Regions from separate parts of the Oryctolagus cuniculus genome. Here region 2 is linked to region 1. A link is a contact called in public Micro-C data. All regions are on one chromosome and are shown on one strand. Each heading gives the region's core, a stretch centred on a gene start, on an enhancer-like site or on the middle of the called end of the contact. The rest is flanking DNA. Distances are from core to core; before and after follow the strand shown.

What was found. Hi-C and Micro-C count contacts between places; a contact is called where the count stands out from the background.
Region 2: a Micro-C map of ear pinna shows a contact between it and region 1, with 6 times the contacts expected there. The contact joins two enhancer-like sites. A contact is called at or near these places in 3 of 6 Hi-C or Micro-C datasets (ear pinna, psoas muscle and an unstated tissue).

What each region holds. Positions count from the first base shown.
Region 1 is chr4:69,131,218-69,134,111 of mOryCun1.1, reverse strand. No RefSeq gene overlaps it. Among named protein-coding and RNA genes, the nearest start is that of NEPRO, 88 kb to the right of the region's middle. Within about 2 kb of position 1,276, at least 1 of the 8 cell types and tissues checked has an H3K27ac peak or open chromatin away from gene starts, as enhancers often do. A contact at or near this core is called in ear pinna, where this site is marked.
Region 2 is chr4:69,315,475-69,318,343 of mOryCun1.1, reverse strand. It overlaps BOC (BOC cell adhesion associated, oncogene regulated), which reads right to left. Exons shown (of 19, transcript XM_008266939.4): 18 at 2,335-2,513; 19 at 612-1,361. The coding sequence ends at 1,174. Among named protein-coding and RNA genes, the nearest start is that of BOC, 77 kb to the right of the region's middle. Within about 2 kb of position 1,528, at least 2 of the 8 cell types and tissues checked have an H3K27ac peak or open chromatin away from gene starts, as enhancers often do. A contact at or near this core is called in ear pinna, where this site is marked.

The sequences.
Region 1 (2,894 bases), core at 27-2,526:
CTGTAACTTGAGTCTCATCTCGCCTGGATCTCTGAGACTTTGGGGGCTGCCTCCTCTACCTGTAAGTGTTGAGGTCAACTGACCTTGGAGTTCAAGGCTCTATACAATCTAATGCTTAGCTTCTAGTTTCACTTCCATCCAACCTCCCATGTGAATCCTCTACAGGTAAACCCATCTACTTGCTACTGCCAGCATGCTATACCTTTTCTTGCCTGTGGACATGTACTGTGTGATTCCTGCCTTCCCTCTCCTTCTGCCTATCTTCTTTGAAGTCTTCTGAGCCAGAAGCAAATGTATACACACAGCATCTATCTTCAGTTCCTATTGCATCAAGCTCATAGGATCTTGCACTGTGGGAGAACCAAATGTATGGTTTTTTTTTTAATTTTTTTTTTAATTTTTTTTTTGACAGGCAGAGTGGACAGTGAGAGAGAGACAGAGAGAAAGGTCTTCCTTTGCCGTTGGTTCACCCTCCAATGGCCGCCGCGGCCGGCGCGCTGCGGCCGGCGCACCGCGCTGATCCGATGGCAGGAACCAGGAGCCAGGTGCTTTTCCTGGTCTCCCATGGGGTGCAGGGCCCAAGCACCTGGGCCATCCTCCACTGCACTCCCTGGCCACAGCAGAGAGCTGGCCTGGAAGAGGGGCAACCGGGACAGAATCCGGTGCCCCGACCGGGACTAGAACCCGGTGTGCCGGCGCCGCTAGGCGGAGGATTAGCCTAGTGAGCTGCGGCGCCGGCCCCAAATGTATGTTTTTATGCACAAGTAGATGGTACCCCACTGGATGGCACTCTCCTGAAAGCAGTGTTGTACAAGCTCATCTTTTAGAATCTTGGCATAGAACCCTTTTTCTACAATCGGCACTCAGTAGAAGTTTGTCAAACGAGTGAATGAAGAAGTAAATGGATGAGAAATGGTATATTTAAATTCCTGCCGTAATTCCTCTTTTCGCCCACAGTTCCCTATATGTTTTGATACTTGAACACCCTCTTATACACACATCCTGTATAAATACACAGAGCGAGGGCTCCCCTGTGAGTCTCCCGCAGACCTGTGAGTCTGCGAGTAGGGCCTGCACATCTGCGTGCCCAGGCAGAAGGAAAAACAAGCAGGCACTCCCAACTGGGGAAGCCATGTGCAGCTCCTCCCATTATTACTGGCTCAATCTCCTTCTTTAAAACAAACAGAGAGGAGAAGCAGCAACTCAAGTGGCCAGCTATTAGCAAGTTCAGTTATCAAAACACAGACCTGGTCTTTAAACATATAAAACAGCAACCCCTCCAAGTCCAGTCTTGACCTTTAGCATCTCTGTGGCCACAGCCTCCTCCAGCATTTCCCTTTAGGACCCATAAGGGCTGTGAGTTCTCATCACACTGAGGCTATTTTCAGATTTTTCTTGGCAGAGAGAACTATCATTCATCTCAGAAAGACTCTTCTCTCCTTCCCACTCCTTCCCCTCCCACAGGGCAAGGACTTCCCCCAAAGCCACGCCTGCTATCCTTTTCTACCTGGTCTACCACTAGTTGCAGAAGTTCCTGAGGGCTACCAAGCTGAAGTCCAGATCCCAGAGACAGCAGGGCTCCTGGAGAGCCAACAAAAATGACCAGAAGAAGAAACTGGAACACCCCGTGGGCCACATTAGGGAGATGAGGCTCATTTCCTCTTTCTGATGTCCAGTGAGCAGTCTCATAGTCTGGACTGCTCAAGTGTGGGACTCTCCAGGCCCAGACGGAGAGGGGTGGGTGTAGTTCAATAGCCTTTAATCTGTGAAGCCTGTGACTCATCATTGTGGTCATCATCAGGGACACCAATCTGCATTGTGCTCCAGATGAAAAGGGGGTGGAAAACAGAAAGGAATGTACAGTAACCACAGGCCACAGCCCAGCAGCTTTGTCTGGCTCTTTAAAATAGATCCAACAGCTTATGGCTTGTTTTTGACTTCTTTCTCTTAAAAAGTAGAGTGCATTAAAATATGAGTTGCATAACTATTGTGATTATTTGATTATATATTACCTATGAGGATACTTCAAAAAATTCATTACTGCTTGGGCTCCTGCCACCCATGTGGGAGACCTGAGTTTCTGGCTCCCTGCTTGGCCAAGCCCTATCTGTTGTGAGCATTTGAGGAGTGAACCAGTAGATGGAAGATCTCTCTGTCATCTCTGTCTCTGTATTTCTCTTTCTGGTGTTGTGCCTTTCAAGTATATGAAAATATATTAGCATTAAACATTGAATTAAAAGATACATTTATTTATTTTTTTAAAGATTTATTTATTTATTTGAAAGTCAGAGTTACACAGAGAGAGGAGAGGCAGAGAGAGAGAGAGAGAGAAAGAGAGAGAGGTCTTCCATCTGATGGTTCACTCCCCAGATGGCCAAAACAGCTGGAGCTGTGCCAATCTGAAGCCGGGAGCCAGGAGCTTCTTCCACATCTCCCACATGGGTGCAGGGGCCCAAGGACTTGGGCCATCTTCTACTGTTTTCCCAGGTCATAGCAGAGAGCTGGTTTGGAAGTGGAACAGCCGGGTCTCAAACCAGTGCCCATATGAGATGCCGGTGTTTCAGGTCAGGGCATTAACCCACTGTGCCAAATGCGCTGGCCCCAATAAGTTTATTTTGTTACAAAGAATTTGAAATTCACCCATAAGTCTTTCATAATATGCATTTTCACTAACTTTTGAAGACCCTGCATATGCACGGATTTGAAATTTTTTTCTTTCTTTTTTAAAAAATTGATTTTGAAAGAGAGGGATATGAAGAGAGAAGGAGAGAGAGATAAATATCTTCCATCTGCTGGTTCATTCCCCAAATGGCTACAACAGCTGAGCTGGGCCAATTCAAGGCCAGGAGCCAGGAGCTTCTTCCCTGTGAGTACAGAGGCCCAAGGAGTTGGGC
Region 2 (2,869 bases), core at 279-2,778, 180 kb before region 1:
TTCATCTCTAACTCAACCTCACTGAAATCTAGAAAACTGACCCTGCCCTGAAAACTCAGTTAAAGTATACGAAAACTGTCGCGGCAAGCCCCCGGCGCCATCAAGTCCAGTTCCACATTTAAAGGTTTTTAGTTTTCAGCCTATAAAAGAAAGCTCTGGTTGATCCTTTAGCTGGCCAGCAGTGAGTGTTGATTTTAAACCAGTGAGTCAACCGCCCCGGCGATGCCGGCCTATCTCTGGAAACAAGGGGCGTGAGCTGCCTGGGCACCACCTGTTCACGTGCAGCCCGGCCCTTAGGCAAACAGCAGCTCGGAGGAAAGATGTGGATTGAATACACACACCTATATATAAAGGATTGGTTTCATTCCTTCAATCTGATCAGAGCTCCCCCACAAGAGAACCAGGAATCTGCTGTTCCTTGCCCATTCTACAGAACGCGTTAATCAAAACACAACAGACAACGTCTGAAAAGACAAAACAAAAAAATGCAAAACGTTTTCGCTGACTTCTCCAGATGTCATCACTGAATGGATGGGTATTCTCTTCAATCCTCAAAGACTGAATTCCATCGTCTCAAGAAAATGCTGACTCATAGATGACTAAGCTGAAGGTTACAGGGAAGACTAAATATTTATTTAGAAGTTACAGTGTTTGTTTTTACAGAGATATGTTGTCACAGATTACTGATGCTGGAAGGTCTGTTAATGCTTATGGTGCTGTACACATCGCAGTCTGGTCTCCTGGCGTCTCAGGAAAGCGTTTCCTGTAGCACAGATGCAGCCATCTTCGGGGGTCTGTCTCCAGACTGTGGTTCTTGCTCTTCCCTCGTGGCGGTCAAGTGCAGTGTGCCTAGGAGTCTTCCTTTCGTCCGCTGGGCTGTGGGCCTCCTGCCGCCTCCCAGGCAGCCGGCAAAAGTCCTCAGCAAGGAGTCCGTGCTCTGGCCATCGCCATTACTCTGTCCTGGGTGACTCCTGTCCTGCTGAGGTTCGTTTCCCTCTCGTGCTTCAATGGGAAGGATGCCTTATGTCTCTCCAGAATTATAAAAACACATATACAGTTATTTACAAGTGCATAAATATATAAATATGACTATAATAGAAAAATAAATACCAATTTTTCTCTGTCTCTTTAAAAAAAAAAAAAACATAGTCTTTCTGGGATATCAGCTTCTGCCTAAACTGTAGGAGGCGGCGTTTCAAAAGACACATGCACCGTTGGGCTGGCGGAGCGCCGCATCCCAGGTTCCTGTCCTAGGTAGGACCCCGTGGGGTGCTGGGGACACCAGTCTCCTCCACCCACTTGGCAGATGTCAGGACTGTCCACCTCTTCCACGGGTACCAGGCCCAAACAGCACGGGGTCCCTGTGGGGGAGAGAAGGTGGGAGCGTTATTAAAACCCAGACTGACCAGGAAACCAACTCATGGTGGCAATGGGCCAGTCTGTCTGGTGGCAGCTGGTTATACTGGCCCAAAGGGAGGGAGAGAACCTACAACCAAGTGCAGGCATTCATGGAGAGGGCCACTGGCTACACTCGTCCCACCCACCTGGGACCGTGGAGGCTCCCAAGCACTCAGCCTGCCCCCGAGGGTTCAGGCTGCTAGTCATAACCATCACACCCACAATTCACTCCCTGCAGACTGACGTGCGGCTGGGGCTGGCTCTAGGAGTCTTTCAGAATCTAACTTCCCAGAGATCGGGCCTAGGATCTGCACGGGAATGGACGTGCACACCACACAGACTGAGAAACATCAGCAATCCTCTGAACCAGCCTCGGTCCTAACTGGGCACCCACGGATTTCCAAGGGGACCAGAGGACCAGAGGTTGGTGCTGGGGGGAGGGACAGGAAAGGCCCTGAGCCCCTCGGAGAAGTTCTGTGCGTGCACAGAGCTCTGATGATGCTGTTTGTGAGAACTTGGCTCCTTAACGACTGATGCAATCTTATTCCTTAATTAAGAGACAAGACCCAACAGAGCAAGTGATTAGAGAATGCTTCTTGGTGACGGGAGGCGAAAGGAATTTGTGAATGGCCTTGAAATGCAGACACAAAACAGGCTCCTATCCCTGGCACGGGGAAGTGGCCCTTTCCTTGGCCTCTGAGGGCCACGGATTACAGCGCTGCAGGATCCACCTGGTGTGCCCACAGACCTTCCGCAGCCAGGGGAGTGGCGAGCCTCCCCCACCCCCGCTCCCCTCCACACTGGAGCAGTGGATTGCCCCTCAGCACGCCCCACTTTAGAGACTGCTCGCTCCTCGCCTCTACTGCTGGGCCATGAATGCCGACCTCAGGTCATCCCCAACCTGTTCACTTTTGCTGCCCGGTCCCTGGCCCTGACCTGAGTGAAATGCAGGGTCCCACGGCGCCTCCAGCCCAGGACCGTCGGGTGCACTCCTCACGTGTGACCGGCCCGTGGCAAGAGGCTGTTCCTGGAGGTGGGGCTGCAGCAGCTGGTGAGCTGAGTCATCAGGCAGTGTGTATAAGAATGCGCCCTCGTCTGGGTGAGGCGTGGGGCCCCTGCGTTGCAAAAGACCAGACGGCGCGGTGAGGCGGGGACAAAGTGGGCCAGCGCCCTGCGGCATCCCCACGCCTGCCCTGGCCGCGGGGCGTCACACCATCAGTTCCACCGACCCTGCTGGCGCACTGCCATTTCATTCTGCAGGGGGAGCTGTGGAGGCGGGTGTCCAGGGGCCCCAAGTTGGTTGTATGTGGGCATCTCCGGCCCACCCAGCGAGGGAAGGATTCGGAGGCCAGGTCTCAGGTGGCAAGGGGATCCTAACCACAAGCACAACACTTAGTGCTGAGGGGCACAGCCTGGCGGGAGGATGGCGGTCAGCCTCGGGGGCCACCAAGACAAGCAACAGCACTCGGTG